Regions from separate parts of the Mus musculus genome. Here region 1 is linked to region 2. Evidence: chromatin contacts called from public Hi-C data. All regions are on one chromosome and are shown on one strand. The core of a region is the stretch at or near the end of the contact, and the rest is flanking DNA. Distances in the headings are between cores, read along the strand shown. Region 1 has its middle 32 kb from the start of Gm39268. Region 2 overlaps Gm26812 (a long non-coding RNA gene).

Evidence for each region. Hi-C and Micro-C count contacts between places; a contact is called where the count stands out from the background.
Region 1: a contact with region 2 is called in a Hi-C map of the N1E-115 cell line, with 2.8 times the contacts expected there. The contact joins two enhancer-like sites. A contact is called at or near these places in 2 of 484 Hi-C or Micro-C datasets (the N1E-115 cell line and embryonic stem cells) and 1 of 115 datasets of contacts at active chromatin or transcription factors (pancreatic cancer cells).

What each region holds. Positions count from the first base shown.
Region 1 is chr8:122,178,711-122,186,094 of GRCm38.p6, forward strand. It overlaps a transcript of Zfp469 not described here. Among named protein-coding and RNA genes, the nearest start is that of Gm39268, 32 kb to the left of the region's middle. Within about 2 kb of position 2,386, at least 87 of the 459 cell types and tissues checked have an H3K27ac peak or open chromatin away from gene starts, as enhancers often do. A contact at or near this core is called in the N1E-115 cell line, where this site is marked.
Region 2 is chr8:121,856,856-121,864,288 of GRCm38.p6, forward strand. It overlaps Gm26812 (a long non-coding RNA gene), which reads left to right. Exons shown (of 4, transcript XR_879277.2): 2 at 3,241-3,362. Among named protein-coding and RNA genes, the nearest start is that of Gm26812, 8.7 kb to the left of the region's middle. Within about 2 kb of position 4,301, at least 62 of the 459 cell types and tissues checked have an H3K27ac peak or open chromatin away from gene starts, as enhancers often do. A contact at or near this core is called in the N1E-115 cell line, where this site is marked.

The sequences.
Region 1 (7,384 bases), core at 1,136-3,635, 320 kb after region 2:
ATGCCAGCCGTCTGTCCAGTCATGTCGTGTAGACCATCAGAGACACCACTCCTCGTCCTCTCTCTTTCAAGTTTCTGGAACAAGTGCATACAGCCATGGGGTGTTCTAATGGTGTCTTCCCTCCTCTTGCTGCCATGAGACATTTGCCTGAAGCTGCAGGAGCTGGCCCTGAGTTGTATCCCCTCCCACACACATAGCTTCGTCTGCTTCATAGTGGCCCACAGCCCTATCTGATGCTGTCAGGCACCTATACTTTCGGGCAAGATCTTGAGAATGGATACAATGTTTCTACTTCGGTAGGCATCTTACCTGTGGGTAGAGTATGTCTATTCCTAAGTGCTTAGACTCACTAGCTCCAAGCCCAGTCGGAGGTGGGTGGGCACACCCTCCCCGGCCCCAAGCAAACACTGCTCTCAGGAAAAGCTGTTGCTGCTGCCTGGTACTGCCCCACTTCCTCTGCAAAGATGCTTAGCAGGGACAGGTAGGGGGCTTCTGACCCAAGCAGGAGGTTCCTAAGGACCCAAGTCACTCTGGGGCTACTGGGCACGTGCTCAGAGTCTCTTTCTAACCAATGACTGTTGGGAGCAGTTTAAGATTTTCCTGAAGAATCCTCGTAAAAAGTCACCCTGGGGTGTGAGCAGAGGCCTGGAAGGAAATAAGGCCACCTATTTGTGGCCACTTATCTGAGGCTAGGACAGTAAACCTGAAGGAATCCATACTGTCTCTACACACTGTCGCCCCTCCCACACCATGACTGAGTTCGCAGGGCCAGTGCCAGGAGCCCCGAACATCTGCAGATGGGAAATGACAAGAGGGGATAGCGGGGCCAGCAAGAGTGTTCTAGGGGCCCCTTTGACTCATGGTGACTGAGTCACCATTCACCCCAGGGAGCCATGAGCAGTTGTGAGCATCATGTTCCCACAGTCCTCCACGAAGCTCTGGGCTGTGCAGAGCAAGGCTCAGACATTGCTTCCAGTCTCTGTGGCATCTTCAGCGTCAGGAGCAGAGAAGCCAGGCCAGGGAGAAGGCTCGGTGTGTAAGGTGCTTGCCGTGAAAGCAGGAAGACCTGAGTTTGGTCCCCTTGAACCTGTGTGAGGGTCAGGTGTGGCAGTGCACATCTGTGAGGGTGGTCCAAAAACAGGCAGATCCTGGGGGCTTGCTGGCCAGACAGCCAACCAAAAGCAAAGCGCTCCAGGTTCGGGGAGACATGCTTGTTTCAGACAACAAACAAACAAAAAGCAGAGCTGGCTAAAGCAGGACATCTGAAGGCCACCTCTGTCTGTCACTTGCTCACATGTGGGTGCTGCACACATGGGCACACATGTGCACATACGTGTTTATACCTGGGTACACACATGTGCACATACGTATTTATACCTGGGTACACACATGTGCACATACGTGTTTATACCTGGGTACACACATGTGCGCATACGTGTTTATACCTGGGTACACACATGTGCACACACACACACAGAATGTTGAAGTCAAGGAACCACCAGGGGAGGTGCCAACCTGAAGCTCCCTCCCTGTCCTGCTGGTACCTTGTTCCCCCTCCCCCGAAGCATCTGTAGCTAGCAGCTATAAACTATGGAACTGGTTCCTGGACTCTGCCCTTCTGCTAAGATAGAAACTACAAGTTACGGGGCCAGCACACACCGTCCCAGCCGTGCCCCGACAGGGCTCCTGCTTGGATTTGGGTGTTAGCTCTGTTTCTCTGACTCAAATTCTGAGTTCAGGGATCCCGAAACCACACTCATGGACCACGATGGAGTGGGTGGTTTAGAAGCCCCCAGAACTCCTCACACTGTGAGGTAGTGTGAGCCATGTTGCGTACAGACATTGCCGAGAGAACACACCTGGGCACCAGTGCCTCCTGGTCCTTCTGTGGTTCAGTGCGTGCCTGGCACCCAGGGGTCCTCACTGGAGGATGTCTGCATGTCTAGGAAATAGGAGGGCATGCACACACACATGTGTACACAGGCTTGCACACCGTGCCCATCCTCACATGCACACAATGCCTATGCCCACACATGCAGTACATCCCTCACACTCCCGTACACACATTTCCAATACACACATGTACAAAGTCCCGTAGCTGGCTACCCTGCAGGAGCCCAACATGTAGAACCTGGATCCTGTCGTGGGCTTAAGGAGGAGTTCGAGGACATGCAACGTGAGCCTCCTGCCCAGTTGCCTGCATTACCAGGTGCTGCGTCCCATGCATGCACTCTGCATTCAGTGCCCCACCCTGTCCGGGAGGCACTGCATGAGGTGAGTCTCCTTTGCTGGCTAGGGACTTAAGGGACTGACAGCTCTGCCCGAGGCCCCTATTCACGGGGTCTGTAGACAGTGGGTGGCTCTAACATCCCACTTAGTTGAGTTGTCTAGGGTGTGACACACAGTGTTACTCAGTGGCTGTGAGCACCCACACCTCCATGCCATGTGGACAGAGACACCCAGGGTTTGCTTTTCTAAGTAGAGTTGAACAGGCTCTGCTTAAAGACATTTCCACTCCATCTCCACCTCAGCCAGAGCTCAAGGAGGTAAGGCAGTGAACTCTACAACATCTGTATTTAGCTGTAACTCAGTCTACAACATCTGTATTTAGCTGCTGTAACTCAGGCAGCATAAAACCCTCCTTCCAAAAGCAAACAGCCCAGTGGATATATTCAGAGCTGTCCAGCCGTCCTACTATCTCGGTCCATAGTGCCCCTTCCGCCCTGGAGAAGAATCCCCATAGCCCTTGCTGCACTCATGGTCGCTCCCCACCCCGCAGCTGCTAAGCTCCCCTCTGTCTCCATACATTTGTCTTTCCTGACATCTTATGTAACAGAACCAGGCAGCATGTGGTCTGGCTTCTTTCACTCAGCAAGCTTCAAAGTGCTGTGGCATGAGTCAGCTCCCCGTCTGTCCTTATGGCTGAGCGATGATGGCACTGCGTGAGAGACCGCACTGTGGAAGTTCTGACCAGTTCCCACTGTTGTTAGGAGTAAGAGACATTTGTGTAGGGGTTTCACTGTGGATGGAAGTTTCCATTTGTCCTGAGTATAAATCTATGGGTGCGATCACGGAGTCCCATGGCCACTCTGACTCCCACATGCTGAGGAATGGTCAGAGTGGTAGAGCAGGTAGCTCAGAAGTTGACTACTCCTGCCAGCAGCGCAGAGGAGTACAGATTCCCCGTACCATCGCTAAGCCATGACTATCTTCTCGCTAGCTGACCTTGTGGGTGTGAAACGGTTTCAATTTGCATTTTCTTGCACCTAATGATCCTCTTCACCCTTCTGAGCACTGACCAGCTGCCTTCTCCTCCTCGGAAGAAGTGTCCGTTCAGATCTGTCCTAACTACATTTCTGGTTGCTGTGACAAAATCCCTGGAATCGCCTCCCTCCTGTGCACGGCAGGTTTATTCTGGCTCATGGTACAAGGAAGGATAGGGTCGGCTGTGGTAAGGAAGTCATGGAGCAGCGTGTGGCAGGCGGCCACGTAGCATCTGCAGTCAGGAAGCCGGGACAGACAGGGAATAAGGCCAAACAGAAAACCTCAAGGACTGTGGGGGCTGGAGAGCTGGCTGAAAGGTTAAGAAGTTTCTCTTGCAGAGGGCCCAGGTTCAATTCTCAGCATCCACAAGGTGGCACATAACTGCAACTCCAGTCCCAGGGACTTAGATACCCTCCTGACCCCTGAGAATACCAGGCACATCCGTGGTGTACAGACATACATACAAGCAAAACATTCTCGCAAGCAAGCAAATAGACAGACAGACAGACAGACAAGTAAATCTAAGAAACCAAAACAAAACCTCCAAGGCCCACCCGTAGTGACCCTCTGCCTCCAGCAAGGCTCTGCCACCTAAAGGTTCTACAACTTTCCAAAACTGCATCACCAGCCGGGACCAAATACTCACACACACACACACACACACACACACACACACACACACACGAGCCTGTGGGATTTCTTTCATATTCAAACCACAGGGAGACCCTCTGCCAAGTTTCTAATTGGATTTTTGCCCTTCATTGTTGTCTTAAGAGTTGTGCATCCTAGCAGGGTGTGGTGGTACATGTCTCGAACCCATACTTAGGAGGCAGAGGCAGGTAGGTCTCTGTAAGATTGAGGCCAGCCTGGTCTATGTAATGAGTTCCAGCTAGCCAGAGCTACATAGCAAAACCCTGTCTAAAGAAAGAAAAGAAGGAGAGGAAGAGGAAGAGGGGGGAAGAGGAGGAGGGGCGAAGAGAAGGAGGATGGGGTAAGAGGAGGAAGGGGAAAGAGGAGGGGGGAAGAGGAGGAGGGGGAAGAGGAGGAGGGGGGAAGAGGAGGAGGGGGAAAGAGGAGGGGGAAGAGGAGGAGGAGGGGGAAAGAGGAGGGGGAGGAGGAGGGGGGAAGAGGAGGAGGGGGAAAGAGGAGGGGGTAGGAGAAGGAGGGGGAAAGAGGAGGGGGAAGAGGAGGGGGGGAAGAGGAGGGGAGAGGAGAGGGTTAGTTGTATATTCTAGGCTCAGCCCTTATCAGACAGTTTGCAAAGTGTTTCCTCCCATCCTCTGCACTTCTCGGCCACCCTCTTAACATCATCATTTGATGCAAAGGAATTTGCTCAAGGAAGCCATATTTGCCTTGTTGCCACGTGTGACTTTGGGCCCATATCTAAAAGACTGTTGCTAAATCAAGGTCATAAAGATTCACTCCTGAGTCTGTCCAAGCCTATCAGGGTTTAGCCTTGAATTCAGGCTTCAGCCCATTCTGAATTCCCTTCTGTAAATGGCGTGAGGTTGGAACCCGGCTTCGTCATGCCACACGTAGAGACCCAGTTGACCCCCTTGACCTGCTGGCGCTCTGCCCTTTGTCTTCTCAAACACCGTACTGCACTTGAGGGTTGATGTCTGGACCCTGAGTGTCCTCCCACTTCCTCTCCTGAACCAACACAGCCGGGGACCAAATATTCACACACACAAGCCTGTGGGCTTCCTTTTATGTTCTCTTGTAGGTTTAGTCAGCTTTGAGGTTGGGTGTGTCCCCAGCTCTGTGCGTCTTTGTCAGTTCTGTATTGTATACTTGGGTTCCCTTTCATTTCTGTAGAATTCCAGACCAAACCAGCAGTTTGGGCAAGAAGGCCAGCAAGATTGCAACAGGGATGCTGTGTAGCCCTGAATGCTTTAGGAGTTCTTAGGAATCTAGAGATGTCTACCAAAAATGAGTTCAAATCCCAAAGCCAGGTCTTAAATCTTCCATGGCCAAGAACCAGAACATATTGGTAAAGCCCAAGATTATGTGGAGAGTTGCCCCCCCCCGTCCTAGTGGACTCTGTTGGGTGTAGAGCGAGTTTAGGGGCCCTAGACACAGACCACTCTTTCCCTCAGTGCTTCAGACACTGTCCCAAGTGCCACCTCTGAAGTTTGTAGGCGGCACCTCTCAGATCTCCCACCTTGGAGCTGGGTCCCCTCCTTGAACCCATGTCACATCCATGTCTGAGCCAGGCTGGTGCCCACAAGGCATTCCTAGGCAGTGCCAACTTTGGCTTCACCATTGCACTAAAACGGTGTCCACTATGCCCCCACACCCTGCAGACAACACATCCCTTCCCTCCTTGGACCCCTTTCCCTCATTCTACTGCTGGGACCTCTGGAGTCTTTCCATTATCCTGTCCTTGTAGGAGCTTTGCAGAGACCCACACTGGCCTCCACCTCTCAGAAGAAGGAGGGGATTCTGCTAAATGCAGTAACCGGGGGTGGGGGTGGGGTATATAGCAGGTGTTGGCAGTTTGAGTGGCAGGACATCGTGTGGATCTCAGTACCCCTCCTGGGCCTAAAGCCCCAACTATATCCTGAAGCTCCCATGGTACTCCAGGCCTTGGCAGAGGCAGCCTCTCAGAAACTAGCCCTGTCTTGTTTGGGATTGTCTGTCCCTTGGAATATTCCATGAAGAGCTTATCACCGGGGTGACCACCCTTGCCCCTGGGTTCACCTCTCAGATACCTCTGGGCTCCCGAGCTACAGTGTGAGGTATGAAATATCTCCTTGGGGTGTACCCCAGGCCAGCCTCATGGGGCTAGAATAGAACCCAGAGGCCGCTGCAGTGTGATCACCTCTCAGCCAATAGCTGACCTCAGGAGGTCACAGGTAACTGGAGCCTCCCAAGGGGACAGCATCCCAAGATGCCTCAAGTTGGGATTCAGGAACAGGTGGTGGTATATGCTAGAACCAGTCTGAGCCTGCCTCCCCCAGACACCTGAGGCTCTCAATAGGCAGGCATCTCTCTCACTAGGAGTTCCCAGCCCCAGGATCACCACCACAGTCTCAGGGATGTGACCCTACCTACTCACTTGTCCCTACCAAGAACCCAGGACTCCCTAATTGCCACCCTCCACACCACTGTGTGTCTGTGTAGCACTGGCCAGCTGGAGGTGCCCGGGGACTGATGTACCGGCTTAGGAATTCCCCATCGGCCTCAGGGAGGGGACCATGGGATGAGGCCCAGCCTGTGGGGAGCCCTCAGCCTGCCCCTTGATTTGCAGCTATTCTCCATCTTTTCTCCAACCATAATTTCTGCCCTCCCTCCCAGTCCCCGGCAGAGTTGGCTAAACCAGAGAGGGGGCAGGAATCACAGCGGTGTTCAGCTGTGGCATTCCCCGCTGGCTAACTCCACCTCTCCCAGCAGTCCTCCGAGGCAGAGGCTAGGCTTTCTAGAGGGGAAACCGAGGCTGCAGCAAGACACAAGGCCGGGACAGGAAGAAGCCTGCAGGGCTCTCCTTTCTCAGGGTCCTTTGGTCCATGCCATCTCACAGTGCATCCCACAGACGTCTGCAGCCTCTACCAGGCTCAGGATCAGGATCAGGACCAGAGACCCAGGTAGAACAGCTCCTGTCCAAACAAGCTATCTCAAAGGGAGAATGAGAGATGCAGAAGTTCCCGTGGAGAGACACTCCTGGTTTTATTCCCTGTCCCTCTGCTGATTGATAGTTACAGAGGCAGAGGTGGTGTTGATGGTGGCGGTGGCCTGAGTTGGCCTGGACTGTGGCCTCTGCTTACTGAGTAGTGGGGCTGAGAAAAAAAGGGCCTTAAATTTGGCTTGCCACTTCTAGGGACAGAGCTGTGGCTCAAGTACTGTCCCCTACAAGGGAGAGGCTTGCATGCCACGTGACAGGTCGGCCCGCCACACCATCGTGCATCCTGTTTACTGCTCTGTGACGGCACTCACCCTTTCGCCGAAAAAAGGTGCAGTGTTATTTGTGTCACAGAGGGCTTAGACATATTTCGGTCATGCCTGCAGAAGTGCCTGGCATACTGTAGATGCTTAGTAAATGCTAGGCAGCAGCTACATTGACATCATCATCATCATCAATCATCATCAGTGTGGATCCCCAGCATCTTCACCATCACTACCA
Region 2 (7,433 bases), core at 3,051-5,550:
AAACACATTCATCCGTCTGCCCTACAGTGGGTATCTGCTTATAATCTTCAAATGTCGCTGCCTGATACCTCAGACATTATTGCCATAAAAACAAACAAACAAAAACAAAACAAACAAAACCAAACCATTTTCCCTCCTTGACCAGGCTGAGTAACCCCTTGGTGATATATGTGCATTTGTGTTTGTTCACATGTGTAGGTATGTCTGTGTGTGCAACAATAGTGGTGGATGTGGTGGTCAGAGGCCAACCTCAGTTGTACATCCTCAGGTGTCATCCACATTGTTTTTGGAGTTGGTCTCTCCACCCCTGAGAACTCACCAAATAAGCTAGGTAGGTCCCAGTGCTCCGTCTGTCCTACCTCCCCAGCACTGACAGCCTGTTTTCACCGGAATCCTGGGGATCAAACTCAGGTCCCCTTGGGGCAAGCCCTTTACTGACAGAGCTAGCTTCCCAGCTGAACAATGGCCTCTTCCACCCACTCTTTGGAGTCTCCGTGGTCTCTGGCAGGATTCTCCCCAGAAGGGCTTCACTTCAGTAAACAGAGCACTCTCGCATCACTGGGCTTAAGTTATTCGGCCACCACCGGAGACATCTTTTTAGCCTTCGGCCCAATGAGGCCACAGGAGAACTCTCCAGCTATGACTGTGTTTGCTATAATTAACAGCCACACCAGAGCCATATGAAGTCCCAGCAGGCCTGGGGAAGGGATGCAAATGTGCCTAGACCTGCTTGGCTGTGCCTCTCGGGCATCCCTGTCCTCTGCACTCCCTTCTCAATGTCCTGAGACTCTGCCAACCAGGAAGGCGCGAGCCAGGCTCTCCTGCCAACACACGGGTGTCATTTACCTGTGGTTTCACTGGGCCACCAAATACTCTCGGCTACCGATGGCCAAAGTCAGTCTTGGAAGGAGCAGGGGTGGCAAGATAAACAAGATTTCCAGTGCTCAGTGGGTAGGCTTCTGAAGAGAAGCTAGGCAGGGTTCCCTTTGTAGCCCCGTGACTTCTCCACAGTCAGGAAGAAGTCCATTAGCTAGAGTGCACCCCCCAGCACCCCAGGACATCAGATGGACAGCAGCACACAGCCCCTTCTGTTCTCTCAGGCCGAGCCAAGGGCCCTTTGTGCCTCTGAATTGACAACTTGACAGAGAACCATGCCAAGAACCAGTGGCTGGGCTGGTGCTGTCCCACCAGCTCTGTGGAATTCTTCCTGCCTCAGTGAAGATGCTACTGTGGGGCTGTTCCATGAACTGAGTGGCCTCTGCAGTCTGGGAGTGTCTCATCTACTGTGGAGGCGAGGCAGGAGACATCTGAGGACCAATGGTGTGAAGACCAATGGTGTGAATGAACTTAGCAGTGGTGTCAGGGAGGGTGGAGCTCCTGTGGGGATGATGGAGGGTGACCTCCAGGGGTTTGGGCTGCTGTGATATTGTGGGAGGATGGGAGTATAATCAGAAAGGGCTCCACATTAGACAGATTGGAATTATATGCTGTTTGTCACCAAGGCTAGCAAGCAGTGACTTGCAAAGTGCTATTAAGAAGAGCTGCAGCCCCTAGGGGCTGGTGGAGGGTCATTTTAACACCTCCCAGATTCTCTCTCCCAAGATCCCAGGTAGAGCCTGTGGCTGTGACCTTCAAGGCCCAAAAGGATAATCTGGTGTGGGCTAATCAAGATCTTATCAGTTCAAGATCTTGAAAGAGGCAATTATGAATTGTCAGAAGAGACAGGTAGGCAGCCAGAGAGAAGACATGGCCAGGTTTATTTGAAGACAGAAGAAAGAGCTGCAGGCCCAAGAACTACAGGTGTATTCCTCCCAGAGCCTTCGATAGAAGCCACCCTGCCCACACCTTCACTTGGCCCACTGAGACTTCGTGTGGAAATCTGACTTTCGGGACTGTAACAGAATCCATCTTCCCGTGTGTGTTTTGAGACAAAAGGAAAGATCATGGGTGGTGGGAAGCCATTGCTGGGGTCCAGCTGAGCTGGCTAGGTAGGAAGGGGAGCCACAGGAGTGCCTAGGAGGGAAACGCCCAGATGGTCAAGGAGTACTGACACGTCCTACGTCACTGTACACTGAGCATCACACAGTGCATGGGGACCGTGGCTGCTCTCAGCAGGTGGCAGAGCAGGGCCAAGAGGGAATCAAAATCTTAACCTCCTTCATGAACCAGAAGTAGCAATGGAAAAGAAATTCCAGGGAGGATGGGAGGTGGTGGCAGGCTCAGCATGGGCTGGGGGACATGGCGGCTCTCTCCCTCTGTCCTCCCTTACATATGGCCCCCCCTGGTCTGCACCTCTGTGCTCTAACTACCCCGGGGACCTTTCTGTTCTTACATGTCACTAATCAGAAAATTGGGCTGGAGAGATGGCTCACAGTTAAGAGAACTGGCTGCTCTTCCACAGGACCCAGTGTTAATTCCCAGCGCCCACAGGAAGCTCACAACCATCTGTAACTCTAGCACTAGGGGAATCCAATGCCCTTAGTGCCCGGCGAACGCATGATGCACAGGCATATATGCAGACAAATCCCCCATGCACATAAAGAATGGGGAGGAAGAGGAGGGGGGGCAAGGGGAGGAGAAGGGGAGGGGGATAGGGAGGAGGAAGAGAAAGAAGAAGGGGAAGGAAGAAGAGGAGGGGGAGAGAAAAAGGAGGGGGAAGAGGAAGAGAAGGAAGAGAAGAGAAAGAAGAAGAGGAGGAGGAGGGGAAGGAGGAGGAAATGGAAAAAAAAAAAACTCTTTGGGTCCCAAAGTCAGATACTTTCCATAGACCCCAACTGTATAACAAGACAGAGCCAGGTGTCAAGAAGAGCAGAGCCCAGGGCCACAGCACCAATGACGAGAGCTTGTGAGACACACTCACCTGCCACAGACTCACCAGTCCAACTGTGATCAGGGGTGTCCCCGTTAATGACAAAGGATCGTCAGCACACTCAATGAACCCCAGAACCACCACTTCCGGGCTCCCCCGTGACAGCTCTGGTTGCCAGGCACATCTGTCTCCACCTCTGTGGGTTTCCCTAGCAGGACATCTCGTGTCCCTGGCTCATGACACATGGTCCTTTGTGTCTGGCTTCTCTTCTCAAGCAGCAGGATTTCCAGGTTCCTCTACATTGTAACATGTGGCAGTGCTTCGTGGTTGAGTGATACTCTGTCAGATGGATGCACCGCAGGCCTAGGTTTGTTCCTGCTGCTGGGATAAAACACCTCAGCAACTTTAAGAAAATGTTTATTTTGATCCAGGCACCGTGGAGAAGTCCAGAGAGGATTGGGAGCAGCTGGTCATATCCACAGTCAAGAACAGAGAGAGAGTGAACATGGCTGCCCGTGCAGGACCCCGGACTTAGGGGATGGTACCGCCCACGGTAGGATAGATTTCTCTTATGGCAATGATCAATCAAGCCAAACCCTCACTGAGCCTCTTCCCTGATGATTCTAGCTTGTTTTGACAACTAAAACTTTTATGCTTGGTGTGTTTGTTTGTTTGTTTGTTTGTTTGTTTTTCCAAGACAGGATTTCTCTGTGTCCTGGAACTCATGCTGTAGACCAGAGTGGTCACGAACTCGGAAACCTGCCTACCCCTGCCTCCTGAGTGCTGAGATTAAAGGCATGCGCCACCACCTCCATAACAATCAAAATTTAACCTCTACAACTGTATGTGTTTGCCTACCCATCAGGGGATGGACATTTGGAATAGAACCAAGAAGGAACTGACCAAGTTATACCCTCGCTATCAGCAAGAAAATCTTAGAACAACTTGCCAATATGCTAAAAAAAAAAAAAAAAAAAATGCTAACCCAGAATTCCAAACTCAGGGGATAAAGTCAACAAGGTGTTTTCTGACGGAGGGAATTTGTGCCAAATCAGAGAATTATAATTCCCCCAGGAATCTCACGCTCAGAGAAGAAAAAGGCTAAATAAAGCCTTGGCCAGCTGGTAGGGACGCTTTTCTTCTGGAAAGAGACTTGCAACTTTCAGACCTCCTTACAGGAGAGTGCAGCTGAGACTACTATGGAGGGTTGTGATGGACAGGACCACACCCAGACCAGGACTGCTTAGTTATGCTCTCTCGCCTTCCATTTAGCCTAAGTCTTTTTTTCTTTTTTCTTTCTTTTTTTTTTTTTTTTTTTGGTTTTTTCGAGACAGGGTTTCTCTGTATAGCCCTGGCTGTCCTGGAACTCACTTTGTAGACCAGGTTGGCCTCAAACTCAGAAATCCCCCTGCCTCTGCCTCCCAGTGCTGGGATTAAAGGCGTGTGCCACCACCTCTCGGCTTAGCCTAAGTCTTAATGTCAGGAGCTCAAAGGCAGATCTGAGGGAAGTCCCGGGACTTCTCCCTCTCTCTCCCAAAGTGGCTACTGAACAAACGCCCCCCTTTCCAACTTTTCCCCATGAATGTGGCTCTTTCAGTTGGATTTCCAGGACAGAGGCTAAGTCTGAGTTGAAAAGGCTGCCCGAGACACAGCTTCAGACCCTAAGGTGAGTTACGTTGTAACTATTCCCAGGGCATTCACTCTCATAAGCTCCTGCTTGGTAACACAGGCTGAAGGGGGAGGGGAGCAGGGCGCGTGCCTGAGTTCTGAGACACTGTGAGAGGGTTCAGGGAAGGAGATGAAGTTTCCCCAGCCTGTGGTTCCAGCCCTCCCTGCCCAGACTTGCGAATGGAGAAGCTTTGAGGTAGCAGGAACAGGAAGCTAGTCTACCCCAGGGCACGGCAGCCCTTCCAGTTTTCTTTTTTTTTTTTTTTTTTTTTTTTTTTTTAAAAGAGAGAGAGAGAGAGGGCTTAGCTTTATTTATTTATTTATTTATTTATTATATGTAAGTACACTGTAGCTGTCTTCAGACACTCCAGAAGAGGGAGTCAGATCTTGTTACAGATGGTTGTGAGCCACCATGTGGTTGCTGGGATTTGAACTCCGGACCTTCGGAAGAGCAGTCGGGTGCTCTTACCCACTGAGCCATCTCACCAGCCCCCTTCCAGTTTTCTAAGCTGTTAAGTTTGAAGCTAATTCGTTCTGACAGGCTTCCTCCTGGGGCACACATTATTAAAGGGTGCTGCCCCACAGGAGGCGTGGCTGCTGGGCACCTTCTCTGTGTAAAGACGCAGACGCCCCATCCTTGGGGTTAATGGGGCCCAGGCCTGGGTATACAGACACAGAGGCAGGTGCCAGGTGTCTGCCCAGTGTACAGCCTGTGCTGCTGTATGGAGCAGACCTGCCTGCTGGAGAAGGAGGAAGGGAACATGTTAGGTGTGTGCGTCCTCTTGTCTCCACCTTTCATCAGCTCATTGGACTGTGGAAGGGAGAAAGAGAGATGCTCTGACGGGGGGGGGGGGCAGGCCCATACCAGAAGAGCAGAGAGAGGAGGGGCGGGGCAGGGCAGGGAGGGGCGGGTGTCTTGGCAGCTCCCAGAGCTGAGCTTCTCAACCCTGGGCACAAGCTGTTCTCATGGCTTATCTGAGCCTTGGCCCTAGCCAGCTCTTGATGTACAAAGCCAGGCATTAGCACACACGCGCTGATCAGAAGAGAGTACTGTCCCTAGCCTTTCTTGCTTGTGCCTGTCTTTGCTGGAGGCCACTTGTTACCCAGCCCTGTCTTTCTCCTACCCAAAGGCTTCTTCTCCAGCCCTGTGCATCCGACCCGAGGCTTCTGTGGCCTGGGTTTGCCTGGGGACTTTTGGGTGGTAGACAAACAGAAACAGTCCTCTGTGACCACCGGCTGGAGTGTACCTGGTTTCTGCTCCTTCAAGGTCTGTTGCAGGCTGGTTTCCCATGATGTCCTTATACCATGGATGTGCCTCAAACCCAGTGCCATGGCAGGAGAGGGTGGGGCTCTGGATAGTGCAAGGACACAGACCATCAGCCACGCACCCCACTTAGCTCCCAGGTTTGTTGAATGAGGCAGGAGCGAGCATGCCCTTTCCCCCTGGGCTCCATGCAGTGCGCTCCCCTAATCGTGCCCTACGAGCGAGCACCTGTGTGGCTGGAAATATCAGGTGTAAGGCACTGGTTGCTGGTCTGAGCTGCTCTGACACGACCACCCTCATCTGGTGGCAGACAGCAGCTCATTGTGAGTTGTGTGTGACTACAGACACTGCTCCCAGGGAGGCAGAGGAGGCTAGAGGTCAATGAGACGCCTTCGAGGGACCAGGTACCAGAACCGCGGGAGCCAGAGGTATCTGTCTGTATTTTGATAAGAGACCTTGGTGATGCCTAAGGCTGGTCACCTACAACAATCAGATATACATTGGTTCCCTGCACCCCAGCAGGCAACCACAAGCGTTCCACCTGTGTCAGCCATTAAGCATCACTGCTGGCTATGCAGACTCCCAGGGGAGACACCTGACAAATCTAGAGTCATTTCTCAACTTTTCACAATTAACTAGTGTACTGGTTAGTTCTCTGTGTCAACTTGAGACAAGCTGGAGTTATCACAGAACAAGGAGCCTCCCTTGAGGAAATGCCTCCATGAGATCCAGCTGTAAGACATTTTCTCAATTAGTGATCAAGGGTGGGAGGGCCCATTGTGGGTGTTGCCATCTCTGGGCTGGTAGTCTTGGGTTCTATAAGAGAGCAGGCTGAGCAAGCCAGGGGAAGCAAGCCAGTAAGGAACATCCCTCCATGGCCTCTGCATCAGCTCCTGCCTCCTGACCTGCTTGAGCTCCAGTCCTGACTTGCTTTGGGGATGAACAGCAACGTGGAAGTGTAAGCTGAATAAACCCTTTCCTTCCCAACTTGCTTCTTGGTCATCATGTTTGTGCCGGAATTGAAATCCTGATGAAGACAACTAGGAAGGAGGACAGGCTGGCGTCTCTGCAGTGGAGGCCATGGCTTCTTGACATCCCACAGCACAGGTCACAAAGAAGAGCTCCATAAGAAAGAATTATAGGGTCTGGAGAGATGGCTCTGTGGTTAAGAGCACTGACTGCTGTTCCAGAGAACCCAGGTTCAATTCCCAGCACCCACATGGTGGCTCACAACCATCTGTGTGTGAATCAATCCCAGGAGAGCTGACACCCTCTTCTGGCCTCTTCAGGTACCAAGCACACAGATGGTGGAGCAAAGACATGTATGCATACACATAAAATAATTAAAAATAAATAGTTTTTAAAATTTGATGAGCAGGCTTCAAAGCAGGGTTACTCTATGCAGCCCTGGATGCCCTGAAACTCTCTCTGTAGATCAGGCTGGACTTGACCTCAAGAGATCCACCCGACTCTACCTCCTAAGTGCTGGGATTAAAGATGTGCACCACCACCATCTGGCAAAAATAGAGAGAAAGAATTATGTAGCCCAGAACTCAACTACCAAGATAGAGAAAGTGGGGTGAGAAGTGCTGTGATCCATTGGTTATGCCTGTCACTGGCACAGCATAGCTCACCGTTCATCGGTCTATCTGCAACCTTAATGGGCTGTGCATTCTGCCTTCCACCTCCCTT